Linked DNA regions of Macaca mulatta: region 2 is linked to region 1. A link is a contact called in public Hi-C data. All regions are on one chromosome and are shown on one strand. The core of a region is the stretch at or near the end of the contact, and the rest is flanking DNA. Distances in the headings are between cores, read along the strand shown.

Region 1 (5,843 bases), core at 347-2,846:
TATGTTAAATTTAGGGTTCGGCACTGGAATTATTTTGGATTATTAAAACATGGTCCACACACTGTAAAAGCTCAGTTTCTGGAAGCCATAACAAACAGGCTTTGTCTTCTAAGGTCATATAGCTAAGCTCTTCATGAAAGAGTTGCATGAGCTATTAGCAATTTCTGTCCTGATCACTGGGATGAGACCAGTAGCCCTATGCCATAGATGTCATATCCCTTGAGACATATTAATCTACTTTTTCCTCTGGATAGTGGTGGATCTTCCAGAAGGCCATAGAATTCGAGTTGAGAAGTTCTTAAGCTCAGTTCAAAAACAGGATGCCCAAAGGAATCCAACTGATAAGGAAAAAAAATATTATTCAAACAATGGATGGTAGTCTGGTGGGCTGTCCCTCTGTCCACAGGGTTCCTGAAGTAACTCTCCTCCTGAAACAGTGATAATTTCCTCCTAAAAGAGAAAAAAAGGAAAATCCATTTATCATCAAGACAGGGAAATACACATCTATGAGAGAGAGAGTGTGGTTCAAGACAGAGAAACTAACAATATGCATCTGTCTCCCCTCATTCAGATTGCTAGAAATGACATTTAAAAAATCTGCCTTTAAAAAGAAATGAATTCATAAAAAGTACTGGAAAATAAAAAAATGCCATTGACAAAGTGAAACATATTGAAGAATCCTTGAAAAACAAAAGACATGCAGGAGGGGCTTGTCAGAGGAGTCAATGTGGGACACCAGTTACAGCAAGTTGAGGAAGGGTTGAGGGACTCCAGTAGGTGTTTGCCTCAAGCAGGTCGGGGAATGAGGAGACACACACAGTTCCTTGGAAGCCCCAAGAGATCCAAAAAGTTCAGACAGTCCCATGCCCAAAAGATGAGCCACTCACAGTCAGCTCCAACTCCTACAGCATGAAGACACTGGATTTGGGAAACAAAACTATATTCACTCATGATAGACAGAAAATTCAAAGTTGGACTATCACTTCATAGCCTAAAATTTATAGGCATTTAAGCAAAATTATAAGCATAAAAGAAAGATGCTGAACTCAACAATAGAAATGATTTCCAGGAAAATATCAAGTCTATAAAGCAAACAGAAAAGGCTTTAAGAGATGTACATTAATCTCTCCTCAGCGGAATAAGAAATAAGTCATCCATGAAACGAGAATGGGCATTATAAAAAAAAAAAAAAAAAAGAACCAATTAAAGAACCTGGAAACCAAAAGCATGACCATTTAAATTAAAAGGAAAAAATTTCAGAAGAACTGAATAGCAGAACGCTCATAACTAAAGAGCAATTCAGCAGCTGAAAGAAATGTCACATCAAAAAGAAAGAGACATCCTAATAGAAAAATGGACAAAGGATATGAAAGGACGACTCACAGAAGAAATCTAAGTGGTCATGAAACGTGTGAAAAGATCCTCAGCATCAGTGGTAATCAGACAAATGCAAACTAAACCACAGTAGATTCAGTGTCTGCCCATCTGATGAGAAAAATGAAATGATTGATAGGCCCCAGTGTTGGCAGCAGTGCAGGGAAACAGCCTCACATAGTTTTGGCAGGAGACTGAACTGGCGCCACATTTTTGGAGGGCAATCTGGCAGATCTTTCCTAATTAAAATGTGCATACTCTTCTCTCCAGCAATTCCAGTTCCAAGACCCATCCTAGAGAAATACTGCACATGTATCCATAGTGACACACACAGGGAAGTCTCTGCAGCACTGTTCAAGATCATGAAAAATCGGAAGCCAGATAAGAGTGGTCATCAAAAGGAGAATGGGTAATTAAACTGTAATATGCATCCATACCATGGAATACCACACAGCATTTACAAGGTTTGGTATACAGATTAACATAGGAAAAGCTCATAGAAATATTTGAATGACAGTCAGCATGTCCTGAAATTACAAGTGTTAGATATATTGTTTCAGCACTTCACACAGTGATGTTTCATTAAAACTTTACAGTGACCTGAAGAGTTGAGTGCTACTATTAAACTCACTTCACTAAGATGCAAAAGCTAAATAGTCGTCCAAAGTCAAACACGCAAGTTAGAATTTTTTTTTTTTTTTTTTTTGAGACGGAGTCTGGCTCTGTCGCCTAGGCTGGAGTGCAGTGGCGCGATCTCGGCTCACTGCAAGCTCCGCCTCCCAGGTTCACGCCATTCTCCTGCCTCAGCTTCCCGAGTAGCTGGGACTACAGGCGCCCACAACCGCGCCCGGCTAATTTTTTTGTATTTTTAGTAGAGACGGGGTTTCACCGTGGTCTCGATCTCCTGACCTTGTGATCCGCCCGCCTCGGCCTCCCAAAGTGCTGGGATTACAGGCGTGAGCCACCGCGCCCGGCCACACAAGTTAGAATTTAAAACTCAGCAGCCTCATTTTAGGGACCATGCTTTTTAAAACTGCATTCAATTATTTAGTAAGCATGTTAAAAAATCAAGTCACTCATTTATATGTAAGGAAATATGCAACTCAGGCTGGTGTGGTGGTGCATGCCTGTAGTCGCAGCTACTAGGGAAGCTGAGCGGGAGGATCACTTGAGCCCAGGATCTTGGGGTTACAGTGAGCTATGATCGCACCACTGCACTCCAGCCTAAGCAACAGAGTAAGACCTTGTCTCAAAAAAGGCTACACAACTTATGTGAAAAATAACAAAACTATATATTTCCTTATGTACATAAGTTTTTATGTTGCTGCTCAGGAGATATTTAGATAAGATACATGGCAAACTGATAAAGTGGAGGATGGAGACAGAGATTTGAAACGAATGAGGCTTTCACTTTGTATTGTGCTTGATTTTTCTTAGAATGTAATCATGAATTAATTGTATAATTAAAATTTTAATTTGTAGACGTTGGCCACCAGATCTCCACATTGGCATAAATGATATCTCTCCTTAGTGTTAGAAATGAAATTGTGAGTCTCAAAGGTTTTGATCTGGAAGAGAATAAAGATCTTCAGATATCTCTGGTTTAGCCTTTCTCTGGAACCTGAACTGAGTGAGGGGCATTTATCCTTTGCTTGAAACACTTCCAGGGACAAGGAACTCATCATTGCTAAAGCAGCTCCTATTATACAGGAAAAGCACACAATGTGGTTTAGTGGAAAAAGTACATTCTTTAGAGGCAAACAGTCTGAGGCTTAACTCTTGGTCCTAACCATGAAAACTTAGCCCTGGTTTCCTAATCTGTGGAATGGGGCTAAGATGCCTCCCTCAGGCATCTGCCACTGCTGAGGCTTGAGTAGGTAAACAAAGTGGATGGGAAAGCTGGAACTGGGCAGAGCCCCCTGCAACTCAGCAAGGCCTGCTGCCTCTGTAGAGTCCACCTCTGCGGGCAGGGCATAGCTGAACAAAAAGCAGCAGAAACTTCTGGAGACTTAAACGTCCCTGTCTGACAGCTCTGAAGAGAGCAGTGGTTCTCCCAGCATGGTGCTTGAGCTCTGAGAATGGACAGACTGCCTCCTCAAGTGGAAGCCTGACCCCGTGTAGCCTAACTGGAAGATACCTCCCAGTAGGGGCTGACTGACACCTCATACAGGCGGGTACGCCTCTGGGACAAAGCTTCCAGAGGAAGGATCATACAGCAATATTTACTGTTCTGCAATATTTGCTGTTCTGCAGCCTCCGCTGGTGATATTCAGGTAAACAGGGTCTGGAGTGGACCTCCAGCAAACTCCAACAGACCTGCAACTGAGGGACCCGACTGTCAGAAGAAAAACTAACAAACAGAAAGGAATAGCATCAACATCAACAAAAAGGACATCCACACCAAAACCCCATCTGTAGGTCACCAATATCAAAGACCAAAGGTAGATAAAACCACAAAGATGGGGAGAAACCAGAGCAGAAAAGCTGAAAATTCTAAAAACCAGAGCACTTCTTCTCCTCCAAAGGATTGCAGCCCCTTACCAGCAACAGAACAAAGCTGGACAGAGAATGATTTTGACAATCTGACAGAAGTAGGCTTCAGAAGGTCGGTAATAACAAACTTCTCCAAGCTAAAGGAGGATGTTTGAACCCATCGCAAGGAAGCAAAAAACCTTGAAAAAAGATTATAGATGAATGGCTAAGTAGAATAGTGTAGAGAAAACCTTAAATGACCTGATGGAGCTGAAACCCATGGCAGGAGAACTATGTGACACATGCGCAAGCTTTCAATAGCCAATTTGATCAAGTGGAAGAAAGCGTATCAGTGATTGAGGATCAAATGAATGAAATGAAGCAAGAAGAGAAATCTAAAGAAAAAAGAAGAAAAAGGAAATGAACAAAACCTGCAAGAAGTATGGGATTACGTAAAAAGACCAAATCTACGTCTGATTAGGGTGCCTGAAAGTGAGGGGGAAAATGGAACCAAGTTGGAAAACACTCTTCAGGATATCATCCAGGAGAACTTCCCCAACCTAGCAAGGCAGGCCAACATTCAAATTCAGGAAATACAGAGAATGCCACAAAGACACTCCTCATGAAGAGCAACACCAAGACACATAATTGTCAAATTCACCGAGGCTGAAATGAAGAAAAAATGTTAAGGGCAGCCAGACAGAAAGGTCGGGTTACCCACAAAGGGAAGCCCATCAGACTAATAGCGGATCTCTCAGCAGAAACTCTACAAGCCAGAAGAGAGTGGGGACCAATATTCAACATTCTTAAAGAAAAGAATTTTCAACCCAGAATCTCATATCCAGACAAACTAAGCTTCATAAGTGAAGAAGAAAAAAACTCCTTTACAGACAAGCAAATGCTGAGAGATTTTGTCACCACCAGGCCTGCCCTACAAGAGCTCCTGAAGGAAGCACTAAACATGGAAAGGAACAACCAGTACCAGTCACTGCAAAACCATGCCAAATTGTAAAGACCATCGATGCTAGGAAGAAACTGCATCAACTAATGAGCAAAATAACCAGCAAACATCATAATGACAGGATCAAATTCAAACGTAACAGTATTAATCTTAAATGTAAATGGGCTAAATGCCCCAATTAAAAGACACAGACTGGCAAATTGGATAAAGAGTCAAGACCCATCCGCGTGCTGTATTCAGGAGACCCATCTCACGTGCAGAGACACACATGGGCTCAAAATAAAGGGATGGAGGAAGATATACCAAGCAAATGGAAAGCAAAAAAAAAAAGCAGGGGTTGCAGTCCTAGTCTCTGATAACACAGACTTTAAACCAACAAAGATCAAAAGAGACAAAGAAGGCCATTACGTAATAGTAAAGGGATCAATTCCACAAAAAGAGCTAACTATCCTAAATATATATGCACCCAATATGGGAGCACGCAGATTCATAAGGCAAGTCCTTAGAGATCTACAAAGAACTTAGGCTCCCACACAATAATAATGGGAGACTTTAACACCCCACTGTCAACATTAGACAGATCAACGAGACAGAAGGTTAACAAGGATATCCAGGACTTGAACTCAGCTCTGCACCAAGCAGACCTAACAGACATCTACAGAACTCTCCACCTCAAATCAACAGAATATACATTCTTCTCAGCACCACATCACACTTATTCCAAAATTGACCACATAGGGAAGTAAAGCACTCATCAGCAAACATAAAAGAACAGAAATCACAACAAACTGTCTCTCAGACCACAGTGCAATCAAATTAGAATCAAGACTAAGAAACTCACTCAAAACTGCACAACTACATGGAAACTGAACAACCTGCTCCTGAATGACTACTGGGTAAATAATGAAATGAAGGAAGAAATAAAGATGTTCTCTGAAACCAATGAGAACAAAGACACAACATACCAGAATCTCTGGGACGCATTTAAAGCAGTGTGTAGAGGGAAATTTATAGCACTAAATGCCCACAAGAGAAA
Region 2 (5,823 bases), core at 1,221-3,720, 190 kb after region 1:
ATTGCGCCCGGCCATCACAGTTGTTTTCAAGGATTAAATGAGTTATTACAAGTCAAGCTTCTAGGGTGTAAGTCTCAATAAACTCACTATTAGTATCACTATGAAACCTTCCACATAACTGCTATAATCTTGTCCTTCACTAGATTGTAAACCAGCAAAGTTTTCCCAGGCCTGGTACAATGCCACTTTACAGGCACTGCCAAAACGAATTCTACCTCAGTTGAAGTTAAATGGGTCAAATTCCTGAGCACATGGTAGCCTAGAGTGTGGCCTCAGGAAATAGTTCCAGAACCCAGGGAACGTCACTTCACTGCCACCGCAACCTTCAGGGCAGGGCCATCTCCTCTCCCACTTCATCCTGCCACTTTCCACATGGGAAGGACCCTCACCAGTCCTCAGAGACTAGCACAGCTGCCCAGCTGGTGAAGGGGGACACTTCCCTGGGCACCCAACCATTCTGCAGCTCCATGCCCTTTCTTCCTGGGGCAGCCACAAACCTTCAGAAGCACCCATGGACTCAGACCCCCATCTCCCTGAATGATTCTGCTGTGCTGAGATCAAGCTCAGATCAATAAACACTACTGAGCACCGATGCCACGTCCAGCCTGGGTTCTAAGACCACACCAAGTTTACAGCTGGTGAGGGACTTTCCAGACTTGGAATAGTGCCTGCAACAATGCCTCGCACCCCACAGAAATCTCAACCATGCTTTGTTAAGTAAACTGAGGATGACATTAGGTGTTCCAAGCAGTGGAGTTCAGAGATGCGGGGATGGACATACCCAGAAAATCTCCAACTGAAGTTGGGGTGCAACACAATGAGAAGCAAGGGGAAAATACATCTGGTGGCCCTGGGTTTCCAGGGCCTGTCACTAACGTTAGGGATCGGGGTGGGATGGGATCGGACTGCATGTGGTGGCTCACACCTGTAATCCCTGTGCTTTGGGAGGCTGAGGTGGGAGGTTCTCTTGAGCCCAGCAATTTGAGGCTACGATCACACCGGCAGCTAAGGGGATAGAAAGGCATACAGGGCCATGATGGTGGAGTCTGGGCTTCATTCTGGGGGTGCCAGGGCCCAGGAAGATCCCTGGAAGGAAGGCCGCCCCCACCAACCACTTGGCTGGCTTAAATGTGGCAAGGACATAGGGCTGCTCCGATGGCCTGTCCCCAGGTTTCCCTTCACAAATTGAGAAGGGTAGCCGGAGCACTCAGCAGGCACTAACTGCTTCCAGACTTCAAGGTCAAGGGGCGAGGGGAAGGCTACTTTTGAGGATTTGGCAGGCCACTCTCTCACTAGCCCAAGAACAACCCCTTAAAGGAGGAGGATCCCCTGGAGAGCAGACCACTGCCAGGAGCACACCTGCAGAGGCTCCAATACTATGCTCTGCACTGCCGCTCAAGACCGCCTGACCTCGCGGATAGCCGCGCCAGGACACCCAAGGAGTGTGTGTGACACCGCCGCACTCACCACCGCTCCGCGCCCAGCACCAGGACAGTACCCGGGCCCACAACTTCCCCCGACTCCCCCTAGCACAGACCGCTTCTCGCCGGAGATCAACTTTAAGTCCCCAACACAAGTGCTCCAGCGGTCCGAGGGCCAAAGTCTCTCCACACACCCTCACACAGGCACTTCCTACCCACCCGCACCCCACCCCTGGGGGTGGAGGAGAAGCAGCAGCGGCCCGGGACCAGCACACTCCGCAGCCACAAACCTCACTCTACCAGAACTCCGGCTAGGTCAAGGGGTCAGGCTTTGCTCCCAAGCACAACCCCACACGACTAACGGGGAGAAGCTGGGTCACCGCCTACTCAAACTCCGGCCGCCCCAAACCCAAGCCGGGCAGAGTGGGACCCACGGCGGCGTGGCAGACTGACCACGACCACGGCGGGGCAGGAGGAAAGGGTGGCCCGCCCCGGCCTACGCCCACCCCCACCCCGGACCCGAGCTCCGGGGGACCGAAGGTGGGTGGCTGAGCCGAAAGGGGCACCCATCCCAGAGCTCGCTGCTGGGGACAAGAAGCAGAGCTCCGAGCAGCAGCGGCCGTCCAGACTTCCCGTCGCCCTCACCCCGCCCGGCCCGGGCGCGCACTCGCCGGGGCGCGCGGATGGGGCGAGGGCTACCGAACCAGGAGTGCCGGCCCCGGGACCGCCGCGGCTCTCGTCCGCCGGGCGCCGGAGTTCGGCTCAGCCGGGTCCCGGCCGAGGCCTCCAACCTCTAGCAAGCGATCCTGGCAGACAAAGCCAGCACCGCCCGTGGGGCCGCTCCCGGGCAGGCGGGGAAGGAGGCTGAGGGGCCAAGCAGGGACCTGGGGAGCAGCCCTCGCCCCCGGAGGACGCTCGGGGAAGTCGGCCTCAGACAAAGAAGGGGGCAGGCCCCGACGCCCCAGCCGAGTCTCCGCGCTCTACTCACCCGCGCGCGGCGGCGGCAGCGGCGGCGCGGCCCGGCTCGGCCGAGGAAGTTAGAGCAAGTTCGGCGGCGCGGGGTGGGAGGGCGCGACTCGGGCCGTCCGAGCGGCGGGGGCGGGGCGCAGAGGGGCGGGGCCGGAGGCGCGGCGCCTGCCGGCTGCCGAGGAAGGGGCGCCGCTTCCCTGCGCCGCCCGGTGCGGCCCCGCGCGCTCGGGCCCGCCTTTGCCCCGCCCCGCCCCCGCCGGCTCGCCCCTCCCCCACCACGCTCCGCCTCCCGGCCCGCGCGGCACCGGGGACCGCGAGGCCGGTTCGCCGGCCCGCCCCTTTGTCCCGCTCTGGGCGGTGCCGGAGGCTCGAGGCGGCCAGGTTCCGCGCCCTCCGTGTGGATGTGCGGCGCAGGCCGGGCCTGGCCCGGGGCCGGGCACTTGTGGCCGCCGGGAGCTCTCTGAGCCGTTGCGCTGCGCAGACGCCGCTCTGGCCTTGTCAGAGCCGAACCTGGGAGAAGCACGAGCTGTGGGAGGCGGCGTCTCGAGGGATACACGGAATGACCGTGGAGAGCGGGCGAAGGATTAGGAAAATGGCTGTGGTGGAGATAAGAGGCGTTCCTGCCCGGCTTTGGAGCCTGGGGGCGGGGGTAGTCTTCAAAAGATAGAAGGGGAAATGGTTTTTATTTCTTTTTTTTTTTTTTTTTTTTTTTTGAGACGGAGTCTCGCTGTGTCGCCCAGGCTGGAGTGCAGTGGCCGGATCTCAGCTCACTGCAAGCTCTGCCTCCCGGGTTTTTACGCCATTCTCCTGCCTCAGCCTCCCGAGTAGCCGGGACTACAGGCGCCCGCCACCTCGCCCGGCTAGTTTTTTGTATTTTTTAGTAGAGACGGGGTTTCACCGTGTTAGTCAGGATGGTCTCGAACTCCTGACCTCGTGATCCGCCCGTCTCGGCCTCCCAAAGTGCTGGGATTACAGGCTTGAGCCACCACGCCCGGCCGGTTTTTATTTCTTTGTAAACCGAGAAGTAAGGACACTCTCCTTCTGGCCTTGGTGCTAAAAATACCAAGCTTTCTTTGGATCGTGGCTGAGATTTGTTCCTCACCTTTACGCTAAAGAGATGGCTGGGACGATTCTTGTAGGGTAGAGGGATTTCCAGGGACAGCCAGGGGCGGCTCCCCAGCCTCAGCCTCCCTACCTGTAGAATGAAGCATGCCACACTTTATTTCTTAAACTTATTCTGTGGCTGAGGGCCGAGTGGTCTGCTCTGTTGGGTAACACCAAACAGGGATCTATTAAAACTGGGCTAAGACTGGTTGCCCCATGCCAGTACAAGCAACCAACTGGTTAATTCCAATAGAAGGAGGAAATCTTGAGATGGAGACTATTCAGTCTATTCCCAGGTTTGTTTGGGTTTGGTTTTTTTTTTTTTTTTTTTTTTTTTTGAGCAAAGGTATCGTTTTATCACCCAGGTTGGAGTGCAGTGGCATGGCGGTGGCTCACTGCAGCCTCGACCTCCCGCCTCAGCTTCCCAAGTAGCTGGGAGCACAGGTGCAGGCCACCACGTCTAGCTGATATTTTTATTTTAGCTAAATCAAAGAGATGAGATCTTGCTCTGTTGCCAGTGATGGTCTCAAATTCCTGGGCTCAAGCAATCCTTCCACCTCTGCCTCCCAGAGTGCTGGAATTACAATCATGAGCCACTGTGCCTGGCTAATTTTGTTTGTTTAATTAAGGGGGATGCAACCTGTCTGTGACACCCCAGGCAGCTCAGGAACCTCCCTGGGAACCTGTCCGTTCATTCAGCAGATAGTGAGTGCTTGATTGAGTGCCTGATATATGCCAGGCCCTGTGTGCATGGTGGGATACTTCAGTGAACAAGACAGCTGAGGCCTTTTGCCCGATAAAGTTAATTTTTAATGGAGAAGACAAATACATAATTACAAGTTGAAGTAAAAGGCTGGGACAAAAACAAGGGGCTAGAATAGAGAATAAAAGCTACCTAAGATGAAGCAGTCAGGGAAAGTGAGGAGGTGATGCTGAACTTGAAGTCAAGAGTGAGGAGTTAGCCTTGGGAAAAGTTGGGCAGAGACATTCCTCGCTGAGAGCAGTAGGTGCCTTTTCAGGGTAAGTTCTGCATGGGTCAAGGAGCTGAAAGAAAATCAGTGTAGCTGAAGTTTCAAGCCTAGGGGGAAGAGGCCCAGGATGGAGTGGGAAGGTGGGCGGGGGCCAGAGCATGCAGGGCCTGTGGGCTGTGTCAAAGAATGGAGACTTTGTTGAGCCTTGGAAGGGTTTTATGCAGAACACTAACATGTTCTGATTTAAGGCTGTGTGTGGGTGTCAGGCAAAAATAAAAGCAGGGAGCCAATTAGGCTTGCCACAATCCAGGCCAAAGATGATGGTGGTTTGAACCAAAGTGGTGGTCATGCTAAGATGAGTAGTTGAGAGATGCTATTTTGGACTTAACAGGACACATTGATAGGAAGGACATGGGGGCAGGAAATGGAGAAACCAAAGATAACTCAAGTTTCTGGCTGGAGTAAGTGGGTGGACAGTGCTTCATTTATTGGATCAAAAAGCAGCAACCACACTCGGAGTTACATCAGGAATTCTGTTCAAGCCACATGGAGCTTAAGATGCCTGTTAGAGATCCAGTGGAGTTATCTCATCACTAGGAGCTCAGAAGAGAGGCCAGGGCTGGAAAGGGGCTTTGGGATACATCAGCATAAAGATGCTCAAGGTCATGGGATCTGAGAAGGACACACAGGGTGAGGTGGTAGATGCAGAAGAGGAGAGAGTTCAGGAGGGACCCAGGGGAACCAAAGCAGGCAAGAAGACTGAAAAAGAGGCTGGAGGAGGGGGGCAGAAGGAGAATCAGGAGAGTGCTGTATCCTAGAGACTGAGAAAATGTTTCCAGAAAGCAATTGTCAGCTGTCTTAGATACTGCTTAGAGATCAGATAAGATGAGGACTGAGGCCTGTTGGCTCTGGCAAAATGAAGGCAGTTGATGAACATGATAAGGGCGGTGTTCCTGGAGTAGTGGAAGCCAGGCTGTGGTAGAACTACCATGTTTGCACAACTTGTCTAACAGGGAATGGAGAACTGGGAGGGATCTAGAAAGGATATAGAAGCCTAGGATGCTTTGGTAGAGATTGCTAGATGCCCCTAGTAGTAATTCTCTCTTCCCTTCATGATAGAATTTCCAATTCTGTCTGGCCACATGGCTTTCCAGAATAAAGGCAAGTTTCTCAGCCTCCCTTGCAGCTACACTTCATTCCACCTAATAGGAAGTAAGTGTAGAAGTCCATGTGCAAATTCAAAACTGGCTTTAAAGGGAAGTCATGTGCTTTACTCTTTCCTGCCTGGTAGGATATATTGATAGCTGAAGCTCAAGCATCCATATTGGATCTTAAGTGGAAGCCAAAGTGTTGAGGAT

The links. Hi-C and Micro-C count contacts between places; a contact is called where the count stands out from the background.
Region 2: a Hi-C map of fetal cortical plate shows a contact between it and region 1, with 2.1 times the contacts expected there. The contact joins the promoter of TSPAN14 here to the enhancer-like site in region 1. A contact is called at or near these places in 2 of 14 Hi-C or Micro-C datasets (fetal cortex germinal zone and fetal cortical plate).

Annotation. Positions count from the first base shown.
Region 1 is chr9:69,357,690-69,363,532 of T2T-MMU8v2.0, forward strand. It overlaps SH2D4B (SH2 domain containing 4B), which reads right to left. Exons shown (of 6, transcript XM_077946453.1): 6 at 1-450. The coding sequence ends at 362. Among named protein-coding and RNA genes, the nearest start is that of SH2D4B, 74 kb to the right of the region's middle. Within about 2 kb of position 1,597, at least 7 of the 40 cell types and tissues checked have an H3K27ac peak or open chromatin away from gene starts, as enhancers often do. A contact at or near this core is called in fetal cortex germinal zone and fetal cortical plate, where this site is marked.
Region 2 is chr9:69,545,541-69,551,363 of T2T-MMU8v2.0, forward strand. It overlaps TSPAN14 (tetraspanin 14), which reads right to left and starts at 2,471. Exons shown (of 9, transcript XM_077946483.1): 1 at 1,468-2,471. It also overlaps a transcript of PLAC9 not described here.